Linked DNA regions of Mus musculus: regions 2 and 3 are each linked to region 1. Evidence: chromatin contacts called from public HiChIP or PLAC-seq and promoter capture Hi-C data. All regions are on one chromosome and are shown on one strand. The core of a region is the stretch at or near the end of the contact, and the rest is flanking DNA. Distances in the headings are between cores, read along the strand shown. Region 1 holds the start of Adck1 (aarF domain containing kinase 1). Region 2 has its middle 25 kb from the start of 4930473H19Rik. Region 3 holds the start of 4930473H19Rik (RIKEN cDNA 4930473H19 gene).

Region 1 (4,476 bases), core at 694-3,193:
TCTCTCTCTCTCTCTCTCTCTCTCGCTGTTGTTGTTAAACAGTTTAATTTTTTTGACCTCCAGCTTTGTTTGTTTGTTTTTAAATAACTTAACAGTCACACCTCTAAGTTGGTGTACTATGTACAGATCATACAGAATGAATATGAAGAGATATAAATTGGTCATGCCAAAAAAGATTGACTAGAGTACAGAGTCATCTTCATAAATACATATAAAATTCTTATGAAGATAGAGGGGATTGCCAGGTTTTCTGAGGCACTTTCCAAAGTTATTCAAGGCACAAAATATACACCATTGTGAATATACATATTCTAGACTTTGTGTCTCTGACACAGCCCAAAGATTTGGCTTCATGGCTATTATAACACTAAATATACTGAATGAAATGGTTTCTTGGGTGAAAAAGCCAGACCAATAACCATCATATAGATAATTACTCCAAAATATGGAGAATACAAATACAAGCACTGTATTTTAAAAAGCAAACACAAAAGATCATGTAAATCCAAAAGTGTTAATTGTTTCAAGTTTCCATTTTGGATCATTTAGAATCTAGACAAGTTGGTTCCCAGCTTATCCATCACTTGTCTGTAGTAAGGAAAATGATTCTAAAAAGTCAACATGGTTTTCAGTATTTAAAAAATAGGTAAAAAGTATGTAAAAGCCTCGAGAGACCAATAATATCCAATAGCTTCAAAAGATAAACTAAAGACCCTTAGATGTAATCAACTTTACCAACATCTGTCCGTGTCTGTTTAATATTTACAGGGAAAATATACTCACTATAATTTTTTATAGAATGGCAAGTAGGAAGTTGATGTAGGAGATGTAGAAGGGCAAAGAGAACTCAGAAAGTCTTTCTATTATGTAACTTTTGCTTTAGAATCATCAAAAAGCAACTACTTCCCCTCATACTCCTTTAAGTTTTGCACTGCATAGGAAATTTCATTCTCAACTCCATTCATGTTAACGCCTGTTGGGTCACTGGAGTCTTCGTTCCTGTCAGATTCGTGGGTCCCATTAGTATCATTAGTTTCAGAATTTCTATTGTCAGTGAATGGGGTCCCAACCACCTTATCAGGATTAGATGTTTTGTTGGACAGCTCATAGTCTGCTTTGCTCTTTTGTCCTCCAAGAAGTCCAATACCTTCTACATTTTTTTTATTGTTGTTGTTCAAAACCTTTTCCACCAAATCTAATTGATACTTCATCGTCATAATTTTCAGCCACCCCCTTGCTTCCTCCTCATTCAGTGGCTCTGTCTTACCTATTTCACACATCTGGTCAACCACAAAATTCCCCTCATCGAGTTCTAGACTGTTAAAAGCCAGGGACTTTAACAGATGCAGTAGAGTTTGTGCCCACTACTAATAGTAATGCCACTGTGCATTGCAACAGCAAATAATCCATAGCTGTCATTAGTCGGCTTGGTGCTCCATTCTTCTAGTGACAGCTTAAGAGGTATCAACAAAGGAGTGTTGGTCTTGGAAAGTCCACCACCATAACAATCAAACTCCAGTAGCAGCAAAGCATTTCAGATGAATAGTGATAATAGGCATTTTGTCAAACCAGAGACTTCGCTTTGCTTCCGTATAATAATGGCAATTTTCACAGAAATATTTAACCTCTCCTACAATTCTCTCCACTGAAACAAGGTTTCATTTCATTTCTCTCAAGGTCTTCGTTTCAACAGGAATAGCTGACTCACTCATTAGAATTCTAATTAGAATCTAATGCCTACTTAAAATCTACAGATCCAGAATTACATCATCCATTAAACATGGATCTATACTTTGACTCCTTAAATTATTCTCAGTATGATTCTTTGTCGGTATCTTAGCAGACAAGGAAAGGTTTTCCTCTGGCTCAGGGACCACAGCTGTGGCCTCTAGTCTAAGGAACAGAAAAGAACTACAAATCCCGGCAGGCCTCGCGGCACCGGCTTCTGTAGGCGCTCTGGTGGCGAAAGCACTGTTTCCTGGAATTTGGGTTCCGGGCTGCGCGGCGCAGCTTCCCTACCCTCTGGTGAGTAGCACCCGCGCACAGAGTCCTGGCCAATCCCGCTGCCAGATTGTGCGGGACGTGGAGAGCGGTGGGTCCGGTGCAGATGTGCTCCGCGACGTTTGAGCTCAGGCTCTGCCGCCCAGACGAAGCTGGGAGGAAACTCGAGCCTGTGACCCTGTCACCCTAGCTGGCGAAACCACGTGGTTCAGGTGACTCGCAGTGCCCCGCCCCCTTGGCTGTGACTCTCTCGCTCGGTGTCCTAGAGGTCCTTAGTGTGGACTGGCCACTTGGGTGGCCCAACCTTGCGTGCCCTGGAGTAGGCAGAGGTGAAGAGGGGCTACGAGTGGCTCCGCCGGCAGCCTTCAGACATCGGTGACCTTGTGGGCTCCCACGCAGAGGTAGCTGGGGCGATGAGCGTGGAGTGGTGAAGAGCAGGGGCCTCCCCAGAAGTCAGGTCACCTAGGCTTGCTACAGGCTCCAGTCTCCTTAACTCCCCAGTACCTTGGAGACTTCCAGTGCTTCCAGCAGATGTGCGGAGAGAAGACTTTCATAGTACAGCTGTCCCAGACTTCGTTGACATTTACTTGCCACGAAAGTGAGAAGCTTAGCGCTTAGTAGGCGCTCAAGATATAGTTGCGGAGTTGCTAGGAATTGGATTTTGTCCTGTGACAATTTTTCTTTAAGCGTCTTCTTGTCACTGTGGTTCACAGGCTGTGTGTATGTAGTGTGCAGCAGAGTGATGTGGAGGGCTTGTTACTACACAGAATTCAGCCCACTTCCTCTTTAAACTTCTGATTTTAGTGTGATATTTGAACTCTGGGATCGGCATGTCCAACATGAACCCAGGAGATGCCATGTCGCTACCCCGGGGACTATAAGTTTGAATGCTATTTTATAAGAAAAAGTCCATATCGATTTGTCACACTGGGTTATGGTGTGTGTGTGTGGGGGTGGGGGGTGGGGTGGGGGGTGGTTGTGTCCCTGTGGCTAGCTTCGATATTGTAGTTGTAGCACTCATGGCACCTGCTTTACACACTGCAACCCAACCCCATTACTTTATGTACATATATCCATGTAGTTTTGCCACCTGGGTCCTTTTTATCCTGGATTATATTCTCTCTTATTTTACTGTGGTATTTGGCTGATACTCAACGGGCCTTATGGTGTGAGATTTTAACTTCTGAGAGAATTTATCACACTTTATTTCTTTCCAAACATACCCCCTCAGTCCCCTCCTTGCCAGAGACTGGACTGGTGAATGGCTAGAGTGCTTGGTATAGCCATCCATCCCTGTCTTGTCTCCCAGTAGGACACACCCTGCCTGGGTTATCTAGGACTAAATGTCCGAGACAGAGAACCACTGGCCACTCCAGCCAATTCCTTGTTCATATGCACTCTGTTGGCGGCACAGACACACGTGGACTCTAGCATTTGTTCCCTTGGCTCCTTTGGGCAATTTCTTCTACTGCCTTGTCTGTAGAGTGAAGCTCCAGTGGTCTGTACTTGAGAATCTAGTTGTGCAAGTTATGTGAGCTATTTATTTGAGCACTTCTGGAAGCTCACTCACTTCTCTTACCTGCTGCCCGCTGCTCTTGCCCTTGAGTTGTTAGTCCCCCTTCCTAAGGTGAGCTGAGTGGAAAAAGTTCTCTTGTGCTGGGGGAGATTTATCTTGCTTATCTGCTGAGAAACCTTGGCATTGGTCTGGGATTCCTTAGTTTAATTAGTATTGATCCAAGCAAGTTCTGTCCATTACACACTAAGAAGTGTAGTTAAAACTCACTCTTGCATTGAACGTTACCTAACTGTAGGATGGGGAAGACTGGGAGCCTCCTCAGGCCATGTTCCTGGGCATGGATTCGTCATTGCCTGCTTTCTCCAAGAGTATATTTGGGTCTTTTCTGGTTTGGAAAGTGTTCCAGAAAGAAAAACAAAAACAAAATGTATATTTGCCCAATAATCTCTATAGGAAATGGAAGGTAGCCAGGGTCACTGTTGGGGACAAATAGAGTTTTCTTCCTAAATGACTCCCCTCAGCAGGGTTCTCTTCTTCACCGAGGTGGTGTGGAGGTGGGGGTGAGTGGGGATGTAATTTCAGACCTGCATTCTCAGGGTGTCACCTGAGGAGGGGCAGGGAGTAGATGGTAGTTGGGAAGTCTATTTACATAAGTGCTTGGTTTCTTCATTAGTTCTATCCTTGAGATGGGCTTTTAAAAGAGGATTTATTTATTTATTTTGATTTCATGTGCACTGTCTGCATGCAGGTCTGAGGGAGTGTCTGATCTCTTGAAATTGGAGTTACAGACAGTTGTGAGCAGCCGTGTGTGCTCTTAACTGCTGAGCAAACTCTCCAGCCCCCGAGATGGACATTTTTAATTGATCACCTACTTGTCCGGCTTCCTGAACACATGGATTCATGAGGAACTGGGGTGTCTCCTCTGGCCCTGAGACAGAGTTCACTGTCATTGATTTGAT
Region 2 (4,476 bases), core at 1,191-3,690, 110 kb after region 1:
GGGAGGGGGTGCCCAGGACAGCCACCTGTCTATCACCTGGGAACTTATTAGGCATGTAGACTTTCAGGTCCCTGTCCAGACTCACTAAACCAAACCCTGGCCTGAGGCAACCAACCAGTTGCTTTAATAATTCTTTCAGCATATTCGGATGCATGCTTACTTCTCTGGTTCCACCTTGATGACTCTCAGAGCTTCCAGAACAGCAGAACCTCTGGAGAGCTTCATGTGTCTAAGATTCTGAGTCAGTTGGTTGGAACACAGGTCAAACACTTCCCCAAATTTGTTAATTTTTTTTATTCTGAAATAATTTTAGATTTCCAGCAACCCACCACCTTCACCTTCTCTAATGTTAACATCTCATATGATCAGGCTGCCTTGATTAATTAGATGGTCATTCGCTTCTGTACAGTGTTAGTAACCCCAGTACAGTTGGTACTGACCCAGTCAGATTCCTGCCAGGGTCCTCCCTGTGGATCCTGTCTTGACTATGATGACATTTCATTATCCCAACTCCTCAGAGTCCTTTGATCTGTAGCAGCCCAGTCTCTCAAATCCTTTTGTATTGGGAGACTTTGACTCTTGGGAAGAGTACTGGCTATGGACTTTGTAGAATGGCTCTGTCTGGTGTTTGCTTTTTCATGACTAGACTTTGTTGAGGGGTTTTGATTAGGTGCCTATAAGGAAAAACACACTCTTTATCCCATCCTACCATGGGAACACAATGCTAATGTGACACAGCTCTGTGAAGCTTCTGAGCTGGGGTTGGGACCCCTGTTTTAGTCTCATATATCTTCCAGATCCTTCTGGAGGAGGAAGACACAGCTTATGAACTAACTCATCATTTCTGGGCACCAGCAGATGCTCTTCCAAATCAAAAGGTTTTCAAGAAATAAAAACCACAGATAAGGCAGTGAGCACAAGGTAATCAAATGGCATTGTGGTTTTAATATTTACGCATTAAACCACAATAAGTGATCATGAATCACTTGTTCTTGAACAAGATGTGGGTTTGAGTCCCAGTGCCTACATGGCGGTTTACTACTGTCAGTAACTTCAGTCTCCGAAGATCCAGTGCCCTCTTCTGACCTCCATGGACTCCAGGAACACTGTGATGCACATATATACATGCAGGAAAAACATATATAAATATGTCACTCATAAAATAAATATATCGAAAAATTTAAATATAAAAGAGATTAAAGGCTGAGATCTTGCTTTTTCCCAGCTTCCCTTGCAGCTAGGTTGACTCATGACATGTGTGTTGAAGGCGAATCTAAGGAAAGTGGCAAATTGTTTCTTTAGAAATGTATTAACAAAATTTGGAGCTGTGACGAAAGGATGGACCATCTAGTGATTGCCATATCCAGGGATCCATCCCATAATCAGCTTCCAAATGCTGACACCATTGCATACACTAGCAAGATTTTGCTGTAAGGACCCAGGTATAGCTGTCTCTTGTGAGACTATGCCGGGGCCTAGCAAACACAGAAGTGGATGATCACAGTCAGCTATTGGATGGATCACAGGGCTCCCAATGGAGGAGCTAGAGAAATTACCCAAGGAGCTAAAGGGAACTGCAACCCTATAGGTAGAACAACAATATGAACTAACCAGTACCCCGGAGCTCTTGTCTCTAGCTGCATATGTATCAAAAGATGGCCTAGTCAGCCATCACTGGAAAGAGAGGCCCTTTGGACTTGCAAACTTTATATGCCCCAGTACAGGGGAACGCCAGGGCCAAAAAAGGGGGAGTGGGTGGGTAGGGGATTGGGGGGGTGGGTATGGGGGACTTTTGGGATAGCATTGGAAATGTAAACGAGGAAAATACCTAATTAAAAAAAAAAAAGAAATGTATTAAAGAGCCGGGCGTGGTGGCATACACCTTTAATCCCAGCACTCGGGAGGGAGAGGCAGGCGGATTTCTGAGTTCGAGGCCAGCCTGGTCTACAAAGTGAGTTCCAGGACAGCCAGGGCTATACAGAGAAACCCTGTCTCGAAAAACCAAAAAGAAAAGAAAAAAAAAAAAGAAATGTATTTAAAAAAAAAAAAAAACCACACCAGTGATTTATATGTGCTGCCTCTTCTTTCAGCATGGGAGGCTGCTATGTGGTTTGGGATGTCTGGATCTGTAGCAGCTATTTTATGACCTTAAGACAATTGAGCACAATATGCTATTTTATTGGCATATTGCTATGGACTGAATTATGTCCCTGCTTCTGATTCTTAAGTTGAACCCTTAACCTCAGTGCGACTATTTGATAGTTGTGCCTTTAAGGGATTAACTCAATCTAAACCAAAAATTTAAAGGTTCTGATCCTAAAGGGCTTGTATCCTAACAAGAAAAGGAAGAGAGATCACAGCTCCCTGTCTACCTACCCAGAGGGGATGTGAGACAGTGAGATGGCGGCTGTTCACAGGAAGAGAGACGTCACTGGACCTCAGTGGTGCTTCCCCCCAGCATGCAGAACTGTGAGAAATCAATCTGTGGGGTGAAGCAACAGGTCTGTGGCAGCTAGATGTGGCAGCCTCAGCCGAATAGAGGCACCGACCGTTCTCTGCCAAATGCCGGGCAGCCTCATGTCAGAACTTTGTGCCTGTTAGACCAATACTGCACTGTGCACTCAGAGATTTGAAACTCATCACACAGATCATACAAGGTAGAAGGACTCCCCTGTGAAAGGGCTCAGGTTCCATCTGGAATGGGACCTGCTATGAGAGACAGAGGTGATTGATTGGTTTTTATTGTGTTATGGTTGGGACCATGGCTATTTATGAGAGTAGACACAGGCTATATACCTGTTACATAAAATGGGACTAGGAGGCTTGTAGAGGCTTGTAGGAGAACCCCAGGTCTGTTATCCAGATGTCCTAAGCCTGTGGTTTGTGGTTGGCATCAGGATATCTTTGTTAGATCTCAAACATCCTGGCAGATCGTATTAGGTGTGGTTGGTTTGTTTACCTGCTATAATGGATTCCTGTGAACTTAGGAGTGGCATACACGTCGTACCTTCAGTTTCTCCTAGCTCCAGATGCCAGAAGTCTGGAACCAGACTTTGGTCAGGAGTAGAGAATGAAGGGAATGTGTTACTTGGCCTTTTATGGTCATGGAGGCTGTCTGAATCCCCTGCTTGTGACTGTATCACTCTGACCTTGCCTCTGTTACCATGCTTCTCCTCTGATCCTCCAATTCTCCCCAGAAAGACTGTTACAGTGAATACTAGAGCCATCTGACTAACCCAGAATAATCTCTCTCTGTCAAAAGCCTTCATAGAATCACATCCACAAAGTGTTCTGGCCATAGGGTACCATTTGTGGACACCTTTGAGAACATTATCAAGAAGAATAATGCTCTAACTTCCACAGTACTGATAACTGATAGTGCTAAGCTAGTGTTCTTCCTATTAGGAGACTTAGCAGTCAATAAAAACGTGTTTTTTAAAGCAATAAAGATAATAACAGCTAACACTGAGCACTGATCATGTGTTTTCTCTGCGCGCCTTATGTAACACCTCTACATAGTCTAGGGGGCGCCACTGTCAGCTTTGGGCAGATGGACACACTGCACAGAAGGTATATGTCACAGATGGAAGCAGCCAGGAACCAGTGGCAGGTGGTGATAGACTCTGAACTGGGGTGGTCCACAGCCAGAACTAGGGCTCAGCCCTTTGTTGTGTGACATTCCATTGATTTTCTGTTTTTCTCCAGTGGAGAACACAGCTTGATCTGAGCTTGATCCTTCCCAGGCTGCTGGCGATGAAGCCCTCTCTGCTTTCCAAAGCCTCCTCAGGATGAAGATGTTGGGCACTTGCCCAGGGTACAGCTGGGTGAGGATTCCCCTTGAGTGTTATATCTCACCTATGCATTTTGTTCCTTGGAAACCAGGCCTCTTGGAATACTGTAGGCCAGGATATACCCTTTCCAGGAAATTCTCAAAAGGAGAATTAGTATCAGAAGTGCAATTATTTTTTTAGGACTAGAAGTACTTGTGATTTTTCTAATTCTTTCCCTCCATCTCAAGAATTCAGGGAGGGGTGACCAGAATGTGATGCAATTAGGAGGGAAACCACATCCATTCAGGAGATTTGAAGGAGTTTAGTCTTGGAGTAGTTCTGATGCCTTGAGTAGCCTCTGGTCCTTTCTCCTTTGGCCTGACTCCGAGTCTCTGATAGCGGCCAGCATCACCATCCTGGGTCAGGCAGCCAGAGGTCAGCCTAGTTTTCTTAGTTCTCTTGTCACCAGGTCTCTGAGCTGCAGCTTCCCTGCTGTGGCATGGCAGCTGCTGTCCCCAGTTGCTCTTCTTGACAGGTTGTAGTGACTCAAACAGAGCTGCCAAAGACGACAAGGAAAAGCAAGGCTGTAAACCCAGTAGAGTACAGCTCAGCCCTGGCAGCTTGTCTCCCAGGAGCCCTGCTGCTTTCACAGATACCCATCTTTTACAAGAGCACTGGCTCCTACCCGAGTCATGGAGGTAGACAC
Region 3 (4,476 bases), core at 593-3,092, 82 kb after region 1:
CGTCAAGGTTACTTCTGGATGCTGTTCTCTTCTTAACATTTTGGACTTGGTACAATTATTGTGGCAGAGGCCAGGAAAACAGTTCTCTCTCCCATGTGTATTTCACGGGAGACCCAGGCAGGGCATAGAGCAAAAGCTCAGGGCTTTTCTATACCTGCCCTTGCTCTGAACTAATGACATGGAGACCTGCTGTATTTATTAAAAAGCTTCTTGCACTTTAGTTGGACGGGGTTCTCATCTGTTTTAACTCAACTATGCCAGTCTGGCCTACTTCCCAGCCACCTGCCATCTTGGTCCTGCTCTGGCTGCTCCTGCTCCGTCCGTCCTTTCCATGGTGTCTCTGTCTCTCGTAGCCTCTCATGGCAACTTCTTCATGGTGACCTCCCTCCTCTCCTTCCTCCACCCAGGATCCCCCTCACTGGGATCGGAAGTCTCATCTCTTCTCTCCCGTCCAGCTATTGGCTGCTCAGCTCTTTATTAACCAACCAGAGGTGACAGAAAACAATTTTTACATGAAAGTAAGACAGGAGATGCTTGGCAATGCCTGTCAGGGCTGCGACCTGATCTCTGGGCCCAGTAATCAGCATCTGAATACACAGCGCACAGAATCATCCCCCAGCGGGGTAGGACATGTACCTTCCGTGGTGGGGGCCGTGGGCTGACTGGCTGACAGGTTGCTTGGTGGCTTTCAGGTGCTTGTCCTGGCCGTGAAGCAACTTTTCCCAGATTTTGAATTCATGTGGCTGGTGGATGAAGCGAAGAAGAACCTGCCTCTCGAGTTGGACTTCCTGAATGAAGGGAGGAACGCTGAGAAAGTGGCCCACATGCTCAGGCACTTTGACTTCCTAAAGGTAGGAGAGCGGGACCGTCAAGGATGAGTGCAGGGGTCGGTTGGGCCCTACCCTGGCTGTCCCTACATAGAGGGCGTGAGCTGGGACATCTCTTGGCCAAAGTTTCTAACTTAAGGTGAGTGATTTGTAATTGGAGATCCACATGGAAGCCCCTTGAAGGCAATTTCCAAGAGTGAACCCTAATATGATTGTTGAACCAGCTGTTCATTGCATGCTTGACACTGAGTACCCCGTGGGCCTGTGTTCTATGGCCTCTCCCTCCACAGAACATGCAGTGAGTGACGGTGACAGCTAACACTTCTGTACTCTGATCCGGCTCCAAAAATGCATGTTACATTTGCTCCTGTAGTACAGTTTTGTTACAACAGTGTTTCTAGACAACACTACAGTATGCAGAACTATAGAGCAGAAACCTTGGGGCTCCCCAGAGAACCAGGCACATAGGCTCCTCAGTGACACAGAAAAAGAAGTATAAGGCTTTAGGGCCTCAAAGGTGTATTCACTTGCACATACCAGTTTTCCTCTTCCTTATCCTACATTTATTATTTCCTTGGTCTCTTGGTGTATTGTGGGAGGCCCCCTTTTGGTGCCGCTCTAGAAACTTCCCACTTAATGGGAGAAAGCAGATACATTATTGCCTGTCTTACAAAGTGTTGTGCACACAGTGGACCTTCATATTTATTTTGGTGGCTTCCCATGAGGAAACGCTTAATCTACCCAGGACAGGGAGCTCAGAAAGGCCTCCAAAAAGGGCTGACTTCAGGGGGGAGAATGCAGTATTTAGTGAGCGAGCATTTCAGTGTGTCAGGCCCTGTCGTACTGACAGGATGCTGACACATCCTGATGGTGAGCCCTTCTAGCCCATCCCTCTACACAGCCGTGTCTTGGGTAGAGTTCCAGTTTTAGCCCAGGCTCTCTGACTCTGTGTCTGCTGCTTACCTCAGAGTTTCTGCCACCTTTAACCTGGCAGAGGTGCCCCTTAGTGCCAGAGTGCGGAGCCAGACAAACGCAACAATCTCCTCCACCGTTTCCATGGAAACAGCAGAATCATCCTCTGGCTGGAGCCAACTAGCAACTGCCAGACCAAGACATGTAATAATAATAATAATAACAACAACACAGATTTTTGAAACAAGGATGCCAAATTGGTAAATAATTAACATACTGATCTGACCCACTGCTGCCAGAACTCACATACCATTCCTAAGACAATGGAGGAATGAAGGCTCCTAAGTAATTAATTTTGCCTAAGCACATCATAAGCAGGAAGCAAATTCTGCACGGTGAACCCAGCTCAGCTTTTAAAACTGTAGATAGATTGCTCTTGCATGCTGGCACCCCATCACAACATCTGTGCGTAATTAAGTCTCAGCAACGAGTTTGCCTCTCATGTGCGAGGCCTCTTCCAGTGCTAAGGGGTGTTTAATATCCTCGACCCTTCACAGTAAATCTTTGGGTCTCAGCCCATCTCTGAATAAAATAGAGAGGATGCCAGAAGAAGGTGAAGGGCAGCCAGACTGAACAATACGGATCTGAGCATGCGTAGAATAGGGCTGTGCCAGGCATTCAGACTTGTGATTAACCTGAGGGATAGTTGGGGACAGGAAGGAAAGGAGAAACAGTCTACGCATGGGTTTGAAACCAGTTTAGATAAAAGCTCGAGTGGAGATGAGAGTGTGTCACATCAGGCAGGGTCACTCCAGAGTTTTTTGTGTGAGGTCAGGACCCTGGGGGATATGTGAGCTCTTGGAGAAGTGTCACAGCTTATTAGACTTTCAAAGATGAGCAACATGTATAATAACATATGACCTTTTAATGTGTTAGTCACTTCTAAAAGTGTTTCACATATATTTACCCTTTAATCTGTAGAGTGGCCTCACAAAGGAGGTACCATTTTGAACCCTGTGCCATTGGTGGGGAAGCAGAAGTCCCAAGGGATCGAGCCATTAGCCTAGGTTGACAGAGTAAACCAGCAAGGGGAAGAAGCAGGGTTAGGGGGGAGACAGCGTGGCTTAAAGCCTGCACATCAAACTGTGTAGTACTTGTTTGAAACATTTCTGAGTCACAGAAGACAACTATGTTGCATGATGTTTGCATGAGTGTGTGAGCGTATGGCATTGACTCAGCTCTGAGGTGGATCAGGATCCTCATGGGTCACTGCGTAGCTGTCACGGGACAGCCACTGTTTAACCAACAGCTCAGCATTTGGTTCTGTGTGGGACACTTGTCCTCTCTCCACGCCAGTGGTGCGTGAGGTGAAGCAGGCTCTTCTATAGCCACCCACATCATCTTACTAGGGGTGCATTAGGTCTCAGAGAGGTTACCATGTGTCCACAGTCAATAAAGCAAGTAGGAGGCCGAGCTCTGACTTCTGGAGGACTGTATCCTGCATGATAGCAGAGGCTTCACGGTGCACAGAGTAGAGGTGCATGGTCAGGCCCCACCACGAGGCCCAGGCTACCCAAGCAAGGTCGTGGGACTTTTTATAGAGGTTGGGTGGTCCTGATGTGGTAGCAGGTGGAGCTCTCAGGTGGGCCGTTGTGGGGGGCTACCCTGTATGACATAGACCCTGAGCCAGGGTCTCATAGGCCAGAGGTGGCCCTGCTAGGGCCAGTGAGTCCCTGGTGAGATGCGTCCCTAAGCTTGCTTCCTTTATAGCCAGGTGCCAATTTTTTTTTCCTTCCTGGATGGAAGAAGGAGATGGGCAGTGGTGAGACATAGCCATTTGGGGACTTGAGGGACAAGTCATGTACTTTTGCTGTTTCGTGATTTTGTGGTCATTTCCATGTGATAATCCAGCCCCGAGTGGCTGAGGAAAAGGGCGTGTGATTATCAGGCTGGAGTGGTCACATCACAGGGAATGAAGGTATGGGAAGGAGTCCCTGGCTTATTCCTGCCCGTGCCCAGGCAGCCCAGAGAGACTTCAGCTTTGGGCTCTCACCCCACCCTTGGTGCTCTCCTGGCTGTCCTCCAAATGACCTAGTAGGACCTGCTGGGGCTCTGGCCTAATGTTTACAGAGCTCCAAGGCCCACTGCCAAGCTGAGGTTTCCAAATCAATGGATAAACTTAACCAAAGGTACCCAAGTAGTATACCTTTCCCCTGGAGACCAGGAGCAACGATAATGACAGACATGGACTTGTTTCGAGTTGACAAGTGTGTCTGAATCTTACATTCAAAGCAACAGAGAGGCATAAACGTCTTGATCAACCTAGATTTCCAAATGGTGAAAATTTAACTTAGGCTCATCTGCTTCTTAGCACCAGGGCTTCACATATAGGTAGCTCCATGCCCTGCAGGGCCCCTTGCCAGGGAAGGAAACTGAGGCACGAGGTAAGAGAATGATCGACGGTACAGCTTTCTCAGAAGAACTAGGAGAAATGTGTAGCTGGACTTGAGGGCTGTCTAGATGGAATGGACTGCCTTTGGTTCTTCTCCTTAAGAGGAAATAGTGACCAAAACTTTGAAGAAATAGTATGCTGAAAGCATCATGGCTTTGATGGTACTGATAGTGTCACCTGCTTATGTGACACCACACAGCCTGTGGTGCCCTCTGACCCCTTCCTGTTCCCACTGAAATCTGTTCTATCTTGCTTTTTGGTGTTTTCAGAGTCAGGGAGAGTAGG

Evidence for each region. Promoter capture Hi-C pulls out the DNA fragments that hold promoters and counts their contacts. HiChIP or PLAC-seq counts read pairs in DNA pulled down with a chosen protein or histone mark.
Region 2: a contact with region 1 is called in an H3K27ac HiChIP or PLAC-seq map of regulatory T cell precursor, with 4 times the contacts expected there. The contact joins the enhancer-like site here to the promoter of Adck1 in region 1. A contact is called at or near these places in 3 of 484 Hi-C or Micro-C datasets (CD4 T cells, embryonic stem cells and regulatory T cells) and 2 of 115 datasets of contacts at active chromatin or transcription factors (T-cell acute lymphoblastic leukemia and regulatory T cell precursor).
Region 3: a contact with region 1 is called in a promoter capture Hi-C map of liver, with 6 times the contacts expected there. The contact joins the promoter of 4930473H19Rik here to the promoter of Adck1 in region 1. A contact is called at or near these places in 11 of 39 promoter capture datasets (the 3T3-L1 cell line, 3T3-L1-derived adipocytes, embryonic stem cells and 6 more), 1 of 115 datasets of contacts at active chromatin or transcription factors (T-cell acute lymphoblastic leukemia) and 2 of 9 other capture datasets (adipose tissue and liver).

Annotation. Positions count from the first base shown.
Region 1 is chr12:88,358,571-88,363,046 of GRCm38.p6, forward strand. It overlaps Adck1 (aarF domain containing kinase 1), which reads left to right and starts at 1,944. Exons shown (of 11, transcript NM_001277297.1): 1 at 1,944-2,025. It also overlaps the pseudogene Gm5655.
Region 2 is chr12:88,464,546-88,469,021 of GRCm38.p6, forward strand. No RefSeq gene overlaps it. Among named protein-coding and RNA genes, the nearest start is that of 4930473H19Rik, 25 kb to the left of the region's middle. Within about 2 kb of position 2,441, at least 38 of the 459 cell types and tissues checked have an H3K27ac peak or open chromatin away from gene starts, as enhancers often do. A contact at or near this core is called in T-cell acute lymphoblastic leukemia, regulatory T cells and regulatory T cell precursor, where this site is marked.
Region 3 is chr12:88,440,391-88,444,866 of GRCm38.p6, forward strand. 4930473H19Rik (RIKEN cDNA 4930473H19 gene) reads right to left here and starts at 1,843. Exons shown (of 3, transcript NR_166711.1): 1 at 1,791-1,843; 2 at 637-845. It overlaps Adck1 (aarF domain containing kinase 1), which reads left to right. Exons shown (of 11, transcript NM_001277297.1): 6 at 693-851.